Linked DNA regions of Mus musculus: region 2 is linked to region 1. The links are chromatin contacts, called in public promoter capture Hi-C maps. All regions are on one chromosome and are shown on one strand. The core of a region is the stretch at or near the end of the contact, and the rest is flanking DNA. Distances in the headings are between cores, read along the strand shown.

Region 1 (5,713 bases), core at 1,393-3,892:
GAGTTACTGAAGGGACACAACCAGGCATGGAAATTATACAGGAGACAGGAGGATGAAATATCAGATGCCACTGGAAGAAGAGGAACATATTTACCAACCCGTGCCCTAATTTTTCTCTCTTGGAAGAAATGCAAGATTTTTATATTCACTGAAAGGAAATAGACATCTCTTGTGAACTACCCCAGTCAAATACCCCCTTTTCTGTCAGGCCATTTCTGCACATTTACAAGGGGGAAAATCTACAGAAAGGATTAGGTTTTACAATCCTATTATTTAAATAATAAGACATTCTTCAGTCTAGCATTTAGTAGCTACTGAATTCTCCCAAGATTATGTCCATAAAGGGAACAGTTTGCATGTTTAAAACCAATCCTTTTTGAATGAGATTTTGATTGCAAATATTTAAGTCTAGAGTTTGAGAGCACTTTGCTCTGCTCTGACTTTTCAGTGCTGAGTGGTAGATGGCTGTTCCCATGTCCCCCTGGGCTACCTCTTGTGGCTGCATTCCTCATTCGTGGTTGGGCAAGTTGTTTGGGCTATTAGAATGCCTTTATGGGTTTTTTTTGGGGGGGGTGGGGGTAGAAGAGAGGCAAATGAAAGCTAGGAAGCTTTGGGGGTATGGCAGCCAAGATGTATCAATCAGTTCAGGAGCCATTTGGCAACATAAATTTGCAGGGAAATAGTGGTGACACAAACTAAAGCCTTCCCCTCCTTTCTCACGGCACAAAGTCACTCTGCATGCCAACTCCAAAGCCAAAGCATCTAAGTGATATTCCTGGGACAACAGGCTTTTATTCTGTTCCCAACACTCACTTAACCTTGGTTAAGATCAAGGAAGGAGTGGTTATAAAATAGTGACCTTCAGCAGGTATCCAGGTGAGTGGTAGGTCAAGGCATAGGCCTCCCAACAACTACTCTGACCAGGAATGCAAGGCACTAATCACACTGGCTTTTCCCAGTGTCCAGAGTATGGTATCTTGAAACCAAAGTTCCCAGATGACCTGGACACCATGGGACCCCTAGGAAGAGGTGAGCAACCAAGGAAAGGCAGATTCCGCCCCGAAGAGAATGAACTGACAGGTGTGGCCATAGATTCGTCCATTGCGTTTCTTGCCAAATGGACAACCTGGGTCTGCTCTTCAGAGCTTGAAGATAGGTGGGCTGCGAGTCTCAGGTAACTCAGAAGGTTGGGAGGAGGAGAAGCAGGAGGATGCCAGTGAGTTTCCCCAGTGGAGAAAAGCCATTAAACCCACTGAAGAAGTGTCTCAAGGAATCCTGAGTGTATTCAAGTAGATTTAAGCAAATTCTGTAAGTCTGACTAAGGCCCCAAGTCACACAGGTACAAAGGACTATGATTGCTGTGGCAGAACTTTCTGAGAACTTTATTGAATTAACCATTCATTTTGACCACTCACAGTTTAGACCAAATTTTCTGACCTTAACAAGAGAGTTTGTCTCAAGGGACACCCACCAAGTCTCCATGGAGATAACCACTGTTAGAAAAACAGCGCCCCCTTCCCGTGTACCAGAGATCAGCAAACCATCTATAGAGATCCAGAGAGGAAAGAAAGCCTTAGGGTTGTGCAGGGCCATTTGTTCTCAATGTTACTCTTCTAAACCCTGCCTGGTGCCATGGAAGCAGATTCATACAGTGCCCAAGCAAAGGAACACTCCAGTTAGTCCCGCCATCTACTTTCCAGTAAAACTAATCTATGAGACTGAAGGGAAAAAGGGGCTACTTGAATTCATTGAATTTTCATGTCATAAACTTTTTACTCTCTTATTTCTCATTTTCTACTCAAAACTTAGCCTGCTAGACATCTAGAAAGCTAGCCACTAGGCAGATCCATGTGAGGCTGACTCTCACCCTCAATACATAAAAAGCATCCATCCCTCCCCCATCCCTCTACCCCAAAGAAAACACCCAACAGCTCCCTAGTGGTCATTGCCTTGAATTGAACAGCTGGAAAACTCTGGGTTCTTTCATTAAAGCTCTCTTAGAAGTTCACAGGAGACTGGAGAAAACGCAAAAGAAACCGGTAAATGAGCAACCAAAATCCCACTTGTTATTTCTGAATTGAAGAAATCAGACAAATATTCCTAAGGGTTGGATGCCTAGACCCAGAGACCTGGGTAATCACTGAGCACAGGGGCTTCCTCCTCTGCTGTGGCAAGTGCTAACTCCCCAGGCTAAGCACCTTCCTGGCAGGGCTCAGTCCATAATGATTTCTAAGCAGGAGTGTTCATTATCTGGGACTGATTTTCATTTCAGCCCTGTTCATGTCTTCGCTCTAAAAATGATCCTAAAGACTTGTGGCTGTTCAAATCAATAGCAACACAATCAGCAGAAAGCCCTACCCAGCAACACTTCAAAATTAACAGCCTCCTTGCCTCTATGACTCAATATTAGCTGCAAAGAAAAGAGTGCTTTTTCTTAATCATCTCCCCATTTAAATTAACCAGATAGGCTTTGCAAAAAAAAGTGAGCGAATAAGTCTAACTCTTTAGAAAAGTGGGTGATGTTCACGGAACATATGGCCTCTGGAGGATCCCCAAAGCCTCCTGCAATATGCTCAGCCAGGTTCCAATGTTGCAGGCTTCTCTATCTGTGCCAGACATTTATCGAGGCTGACAAGCCAAAGCCCTTGGCACGGTTTAATTTTCATGTCACCACGTTCCGTTGTCCAGCTGGAGGCAAAGGGAATGAGCAGTGTAAGTTTCCAAGTCAACTCCAGGACCTTCACTTGCCTGTCTTTATTTGTTTTACTTTATACGTTTACCCTGTATTAGCTCCCTTCTGACACTGGTTGGAAAGGGGAAGCTGGTGTTTTCCGGGAGCTACAAATTAGGAGCTAAGCTTGACTTTGTCCCATGGTAACAAAGAGAGACAGAAGTTATCTCCATGAGCATGCCAGAGAGCGATTGCATTGAGTCACTAGGCAGATGGAAGTCTCTGTTTGCACCTATGTTCCATAAATTCAGCAAGTCCTCACCAAGCACCCGTGTGTGCTTGATTCTAAGCCAAGGAACAGGAGAGAGAGGATGAACTAGAGAGAAGCCTCCTCCGCTCTTGTAGTGTCAGAGGGTTCCACACGCAGGACTGCCGGGGGGAAAGTTTAAGATGCAGTCATCTAGTTTAAGTCAGATGGTAGGGATGATCCTAGGGATGCTGAAGGGCCTCCATGAGCAGAGAGAGCTCCAGGAAAGTGAGCAACATGCTCCGAAATTCTCCTTCGTTATCATGGCTCGGGTCATGTGTAGAGGAAAGCCTTTCCCTTTATAGAGAAATAATTTGGCTGATGGCTGAGAGTTGGTGAAGCTGAGATGGAGGTAGTCCTCAAATAGAAGCAGTAGGCAGGCAGACCAGGAAAATTATGAACAGTGGTTTAAATGGGTTCAAGAGGCTTACAGCCCCCCTGATGGCTGAGAGTTGGTGAAGCTAAGACAGAGGTAGTCCTCAAAAAGAAGGAGTAGGTAAGTAGACCAGGAAAATTATGAACAGTGCTTTAAGTGGGTCCAGGGGGCTTCCAGCCAAAGCCCAGGGTCTGGCCCGCCTGATGCAAGGTTCACACATGAAGGACTGAGCTCTGGCTGGGTGATCCGCAGGGCAGCTGCAGCCGCAGTCTCAGCAGCACTCCGGAAACTAGTAAGGCACACTCTACAAGTGAGGCTTCAGCAAGCTGCACTCTGAGAACAAAGCTTAGGAAGGCCAGGGTTTCAGCGCTGTCTCTGTGGAGGCCAGCCTGTGCTGGCACTTGGAGGAGGGAGAATGGCAAATGCCGTCACAATTCAGACACTAAGTTAGATGGGTAATGGACTGCTTCTCTTGGAAGGACAGTATCCCGTGTTGCTAAAAGTAGGAGAAAGAGAAAAAGGAAAAGAAAAGTCAAAGCTGCAGCTTCATCTACAGTGGGAATCTCATTCCTATAGTCCATATAGGTACTGGGTTCCCACCATTTTCCCTTCCTGACGTATGGCATAAGATCTATGTTGTAAGCACCATAAGCCTTCAGCTGGAACTTCTTGTATTTTGTCAGTCATTGTGCCTATGACCTAAGTCAAGTCTCATACTAGGATCTCAAGGTCAAGGTCAAGGTCAGAGGGCAGGGCATAGAAGAGGAACCGATAGAACATAAGCCAGGAGAACCAGTCATAGTGAGGTTCTACAAACCCAGCCCCCCACCCCGGGTTTTGCTCAGAAACATGTCACCCCTGACAGCCTCTTTTCACTGAGCCCCCTAAGTTCTCCAAAGGGACCCTGAGGCCAGCTCAGAGACCACGTTGAGAATACACATCTCTATGAAATTAGAGTCTACCTTTTTATAGCAGAATAAAATGGGTGGGGGAGATCAGAAAAGAAAATATAGGACACGGCAGTTATTTGCCTGTGAGAAGCACTAGAGGGCTTTTTCTTTCACAGCCTGGCCTCTCTGAGTAAAGTTCCTGCTGAGACTCCTTTCCCAAGATGTAAGGCAATTTTCTGTGTTTCCCTTACACACCAGCCATTTATTACCAAAGCCTTGGATCGGACAACACAGAAAGTGATGGAGAGTAATCTGGAAGCAGGACTGTCCTTGGCAGGTTCGCTCATGTAGGATGAGGAGACAGTTTGCTTTGGGGCTGGAGATCAGGTCCAGTCAAGGATATCGAAGGATGGGGTAGAGGCTGAGTGAGTTATAGAACGTCACCGAAGAAGAGACCAGACTGTCAAGGAATGAGACACAGGATGGAGTCACCAAACAGAATATGTGAACTGGTACTTCTGGGCTTTTGGCAGGCAGACCCTAAGGTAGAGCCACACTCCAAGAGCCACAATCTATCTTCCCAGGGTACCCTAAAAAAACATGACTGGATGTGAACAGTACAGACCCCAATTTTCCCCACCTCCACTTGCCACCTCCCTAAGGCAAAAAGAGTAACTGATGTGCCTCAGGTGCTGCTCCTTCTCCTGGATGCAACCAGGGCATCCAAAGCTGTGCATCTGGCCCACAGCACGGGCTCAACAAAGGCTGACTAGAATCCCAGAGATCACCTGGCCTCGGAGAACAAGTGTGGTTTGAAAAGTTAAGATGCCCTGATGGAGAAAGGTTCCTGGAGCCCACTCTTTGTCTGCAGTTGTCCTTTGCAAAATCACTAGGGAGGGAAGAAGAGTGGAAGGGGCAAAGAGCAGGTGACAATATTTTGTGCTTCCTCATGGAAGCTGACAGGAAGGGACTTTTTTTTCCCCCCAAAGTAATCTTTTCCAGGTAGAACCAGTAAAAGGAGCCCTCCCCACCACACCAGGAGCAAAGGCAGCCAGGCCATGATGTGCCCCACTTTTTCCACCCTGTGAGTCATAGGACTGAGGAAACGGAGCTTTAATTTGTTAATGAGCCCAGCTCCTTGCCCCTGACCCACCCTTTTTATCAGATATACTGTGGGAAGATTCATCGCTATGAAGCCCAATCCCCCAAAGTCCGATGAGACAAGGGCAGCAGACACGAGAAGCTTCAGAATGCTGGCGCTGGATATTAATCACAGGAACAAAATCATGTTGGCTTTAATGTTTGCTTTCTTTTATCTGGGAGTGAAAACGTACCTCTCTTACCTGGACCCTTTAAACTGAGCATTTCAGAGCAGAAGTGGGACACAAACACATAAATATTGAGGGTTCTTTTCCTCAGCAGAATGAGCTGTCATTAAAAAAAGAAGAAGAACAAGAAGAAGCTAAGAG
Region 2 (5,713 bases), core at 1,276-3,775, 320 kb before region 1:
AATTCTGCCGCTGAGGTGCAGAGCTGCAAACAACTCCAAATTAGTCTGTTCGCAGAAGCAGGGGTGGGGGAGTATTATCAGGTAATGGAATCAGGGGACTGAGACAGTCAAAGGAGGGGCTGCTGAGTAGGTTTCTCCTTGCCTCTGCAGGCAGGCACAGGGCATGAGAAGGGCTCCTCCAGCAGGTGAGGCTAGCTCTGCAGAGTCCCTGAGCTATATAGTCTCCTGGCTCCTGGGCAGAGGCCAGAATAAGGCAGGAAGGGCTAAGGAGAGACAAGGCAGGGGATTAGCAGCATGATTTTAAAGAGACTGTGAAGGAGTCAGCCCCAGCCCACGGGAAATGAGTTAGACCTGCCGAAGGAGGGCCTGACCTGCTTCATACCCTTCTTCTCTTATCAAATGTGAAGACACCTGACATGTGCAAAGCAAACAGGGCTCTTTAGAACAGACGAGGCTCCCGGAGCCAACTCTTTGGGGCTTCCACTTTTAAATAATGAAGCATCTGATAAATGGGCTGTGGAGCAGAGCAGCAGAGGAGAGAGGCTGGGACCGTGTTCACAATCTAGAAAATTTCCCTTCCTGGGCTTTTGTGCTGCCTAACGTGCCCTGGTTAGAGTAAGTGGCCAGTGCTGATCTGTGGTCTGCGAGCACTGCCCATGGTTAGCGATTATTCAGAAGTCTACATCCACCCTGGTGGTTGAATGGCTTGCGTGGGATCTAGGACACGGTGCTTATACTCTGCCTTTGCCAGGATTCCTATTCTCAGCCTTGGCCTGCCAGGCTCAAGACGAGGATTAGGGAGTGGGAACTGGTTTCCTTCTCCTGTGCCCACCCCCATGCCCACCTCGGTACCTGACTTCCCTTCAGCCTTCCATGACAAGTGGTCACCCTTTGTCCCATTTCCAACTTTTAGGATGCTCGAGTTTTACCTGGTAAACTTTAGAGCTACAAAGAAAAACGTAACATCAGCTGCCCCTCCTTGCCAGGCTTGCTTGGCTCGTGAGAAAGGGTGTTGCAGAAACACCCTGTGGACCTCTGTGGGAAACTTGGCCCTCAAGATGCCAGTTCTTCAGCGTGTGAGAGAAAGGAAGTACAGATAACTCACCCTTCCTCTTCTAACACATTTTCAGTCTTAAAGATACAATTTCAAAGCTGGGAGAGACATTTCTCTGAACTTCATCTTGGGGTATACTTGCTATACTCTGTCTTTCAATGTCTTTAAAGGCAGATTATCATCATCATCATCATCATCATCATCATCATCATCATCATCATCATCATCATGGTGTCTTCCTGGGGAAGTTGTTTAAAAGCCTAATTTGACATTTTGAACACATCTAAGAGAATCAGAAGTTCAGAACACCTGTGGATTGATGTAGGTGGTAATTTTTAAAAATTACCATGTCCTACAAAGAGCAGAGTGGACGGAACGTTCTGAGCTCGGCGCACACCCCGCCATGTTCATGTTGAGCCGCTCACTGACTGTTGCATAGAATACATGCCTTGGAATTGAGATGACGGGACGAACGCAGGCATTGTTGGTGCTCACCGTCATTTCCACTGCGAGCCTGGCTGTCCAGAACAAATTGGTTCCTCGCCACTTAAGAAAGTAATTGCTTTTCTCCCTGCTTTGCCAATTTACTAAACACAATTGCAACCACATTTTAATTCCTATCTTGTTGGTTATTGGGGAGTGTGAACATGGAAGAAACAGTTATGCATTTCTTGTTTGGTAAGCTTCCTATCTGCTATGCTGACTATCAAAGTGATGATTCTTCTCTATTAAAATATAAAAAGGTCTAGCTCAAACTTTCTCGTTTTAATCATAACCCTGCCAGGTTTTGCCCTTTCATATTTTGACAACATAATTATTCCTCTTTGTGCTTTTAATTTTTGTTACAAGTGCTTACTCGTTGGCACACATGCACATGTGCCAGTGTGCAGATGGGAGAGCTGAAGACAACTTGTGGGAACTGTTCTCTCCTTTCGACATTTTGGTCCTGGGGCTTGAACTCAGGTCTTTTGGCTTGGTGGCAAGCATCTTTACCTATTGAGACAACTTTCGGGCCCTTGGGCTTTTACTTTTTATTAGGTTGCATGGGATATAAAATTTGAGCTGTATTGCATAAATCCATTTATGTTTTCTTTCAAGACTAGTTTTTTTTCTATTCTCCCTATTATTTTTACTCTAAGTGAAAGAAACCTTTTTCATTTCAAAATTGCAGATGCTGCTGTAATTTATCTGAGGCTTATGTTAAAAAAAAATTAGTTCTCTAACGTACTGAAATCTGTTTTGATGTAGGACAGGAGATGAAGCTCTGATTTAATTTCTTTGCCAGCCTTTCCACCCCCACCTCTCTCTCTCTCTCTCTCTCATAAAGAGGATTACGCATAGGGTTTTGTACATAATAGACGGGCACTCTGTCACTGATCTAGACCTCCTGGCTTTTCTTTTCTATATAAACAGTTCACTGTCTCTGGCATCGTTTGCAGTAACCTGAAAAGGCACAATGAAGCTTTCTGTGTCTGGGCAAGGATGTCTTTACCCGTTTCCTTTCCTTGAAGTGTAATACAAGGGAGTCTCTTCATCTAACCACTACCGCAGTCTTTTTGTTCTTTATTAGGCAAGGTTTTGTTTACTCTAGCTCTCTTCTACTTTACTGATGTTGCTCCCACAAATAGAGATGATGTTTTGGACCCCTGTGCTCACGGTGCGTTCCAACACTGCACTTGCTACTTTGACATTTTTACCTTCTGCTTCACATAGCCTCCGTTCTCCGGTATCCGTTTTATATTTGTGCTAACAATGTAAAATTTCAGTATGGTGCTGATTTGTGGTTTCCCCACCCCCCTACAATCCTCCTCTCATCGTTTTCTGTCTCACCTTCTGGTGTATTTATATTCTTTCCTGACTTTGAACACAATCCTATGTAAACAAGGATTTACATAGGCCCTATAGTAACTTGCGTAGTTTTCTAGTACATCTCAGGGGGGACTTGGAAAAATGCAACGCTCAACACTCACTGAATGCTGTGACAGCACAGGACGGACTTAGGAAAAAACTATACCTGTGACTGTAAACAGCACTCCCCAGCATGCCATGTCACTTCCTGCAAAGGGACAGCATGTAGAGAGTGTAGCTCTTGGTTGTGCTTTGCTTCTTTGCCACTGGCACAGGACCTTCTGGTCAGCGCCATATTTTTTCTAATGGAAAAAGCTGACACTCCTATATATTTTCATACCCACGTTGTTCTCGGGTGTTTGAAAGCAGGGGATTCCAACTCTACAGAACCAAAGACCAGCCATGTTGTGGTGGTCTTCAGCCAGAGCGAGGGGTCAATACTGATCTAGCTCTGGAGAACATTACTTGGACTGCGCTATTTAGGTTTACCTCGAAAGATAAAATGGTAAGTATTTGGGTGGACATTGCATTTTCACTTCTGGGCTGGAGGAAGACTAGGAATGAACAGACTCTAATCCCTTGCACTTTTAGGTCATCAGAATGGCTTCCTCCAAGCTTTGGCCATTGGTAGATTTTAATTTCTGGTGCATTGTTAAGATATATCCCTTTCCTCTCAATTCTGGAAGTAAGTTACTTTGAGGGTTAGGTTTTCATGCTGTAGGCAGTATAGGTCATTCCCGTGGCTTTGTGTAAACTCCCATGGGTGCCAAGTGAGACTGAACAACCCGTTTCTCGTTAGTCCGTGGAGTCTGTTAGAAGCCAGGCATCTACAATGCTGCCTAACCTGCAACTTGGCACCCAGGACAGTGCCCTCTTGCTTAGGGAATGAGTACCCCCATATACACTGTTCTCTCTGGAAACCAGTGGGTAGGAGGCAAATGGGATGAAAGGGTATGAACTCAGGACAGGATGTAGAAGAAGGCTTGTCAGCAATGGACTTTGAATGTAGTGCTAATTTTATGTTCGTGGTGGACCTTTAATTAATTGAATTCTACCAGTATAGATTTTTAAGGACTTTTATTAGCACAGATAGGATTATAAAGCAAAAGTCATATAGGTATTTGGACATTTAGTCCCTCACTCATTGCTATTGCATACTGGCCCCACAATCTAGGTGCTGGGATATAATAGTGAACAAGGCAGAACCTTCCTTGTCTCTTCCAAGATCCATTCTTTATTGCACACCTGCCACATCACTAACACTCATGTGCATCACTACCTCTGTGTACTATCTAAGAGCAGATGTTGCCACTCTTTCTGTCTCACAAATGAAGTACCGAGATAGAACTTGCTGACTGTGGTAGTAAGAGGCTAGGGACTGACCCTTTGCTAGCCCTTAGCATGCGCCTTCTAATTGCACCATGTCTCATGCCCCATGAGCAGTCAGGGTGTTTATGAGGCTCTGGCTCCTCAAGCAAAGAGGCTGCATTCAATATGTGACAGATGTATTAGTCACTGCACATCTGGTTCCCAAGACACATTTGGAAGTGCTACACATTTTTATGCAGGTGTTTGGTAGCAATGAGCCCAGCCAACCAATATACTTCGCACCCTGGAGGGAAGAGGTGTCCCTGATAGGGTACAGATGCACATGCCTGAAATCTGAAAGCGCTTTTCCGTTTTTCTCATGTAATCTTCAGGGAAGGCATGCATTTGCCTGAGCTGAGCCGACAGGGGCTTCAGGAAACATCAACCCACTCTGTTTCTGTTGCTAAATCCATTGTGGAGAATCATAGAACCCTAAGCAGCCTCAGCACCATGGGTGGGAAAAATTCTTCTCTCTGGATGTTTCCTCTTGGGAGATCCTGGTGGTCTTCATCTATGCAGTGGTTTTGAAGAGGGAGGCTACTAGAGACCTACTTATAATTATTACAGTGGTATTTGGGGACAGGGATTAGGTGGTGATAGAAACTGAAAGGCCATTTAGCTGAGGATAAGTCAGCTTCCTAGGACAGTTTGAGATCCTAATTCATAATAGCATTTTCCCTTTTCCTATTCCCAAGAAATACATTGATAGTATCCAGGGAATCTACTTGCTACTGTAATGGGAACATGATTTTTATTTTATGTTCTGTAGACTTTAATTGGAGGGATCGTGTTCCCTAAACAGATGGGACCAGGCTTCTGTGGGGAGTCAGTGAGATGCAATGGGGAAGGCCAGCCTGATGCCCGCTCTGACCCTGAGCAGGGTGAGTTTGTAGATTGTACCTTGTCTTGGCCTCAGTTTCCTTTTCATAATTTAAGATCTTCATGTTAGGTTATTATATCCGTTGGATTCTCTAGAGCAATGCTATGACCATTTAATTTACCTCATGGTATGGTAACCTCCAGCCATAAAATTATTTCATTGCTACTTCATAACTGAATCATAATGTAAATGTCTGATATGCAGGATAGCTGATATGTGACTCCCAAAGAGGTCATGACCCACAGGTTGAGAAACACTGCTCTGGAAGAATTCCATGTACATATATATATTCCATATGTACACATGGAATATATATACACACAACTATATTACACACACACACACACACACATACACACACACACACGGTGGCTTACAAGCTGTAGTCCAGCTAATCTAATACTGGCTGTCTTGTAGTTGTTCAGTTCTAAGTCTGGCTGTCTCAGCTGGTGCTCAGTCTTCATTGGAATCCTAAGAAGTAGGCTTTACTATTAGAAAAGAAGGGTCTCAGCAGCCGGATAATGAACTTGCCAGGAAGAAAAAAAGGGCAAGCAGGAAAAAAG

Evidence for each region. Promoter capture Hi-C pulls out the DNA fragments that hold promoters and counts their contacts.
Region 2: a contact with region 1 is called in a promoter capture Hi-C map of hippocampal neurons, with 3 times the contacts expected there. The contact joins two enhancer-like sites. A contact is called at or near these places in 2 of 39 promoter capture datasets (hippocampal neurons and liver) and 2 of 484 Hi-C or Micro-C datasets (cerebral cortex and muscle stem cells).

The regions. Positions count from the first base shown.
Region 1 is chr9:97,446,765-97,452,477 of GRCm38.p6, reverse strand. All of the region lies in intron 17 of Clstn2 (calsyntenin 2), which reads left to right. Among named protein-coding and RNA genes, the nearest start is that of Gm25607, 10 kb to the right of the region's middle. Within about 2 kb of position 2,642, at least 9 of the 459 cell types and tissues checked have an H3K27ac peak or open chromatin away from gene starts, as enhancers often do. A contact at or near this core is called in hippocampal neurons, where this site is marked.
Region 2 is chr9:97,764,198-97,769,910 of GRCm38.p6, reverse strand. All of the region lies in intron 2 of Clstn2 (calsyntenin 2), which reads left to right. Among named protein-coding and RNA genes, the nearest start is that of 4921534H16Rik, 240 kb to the left of the region's middle. Within about 2 kb of position 2,525, at least 4 of the 459 cell types and tissues checked have an H3K27ac peak or open chromatin away from gene starts, as enhancers often do. A contact at or near this core is called in hippocampal neurons, where this site is marked.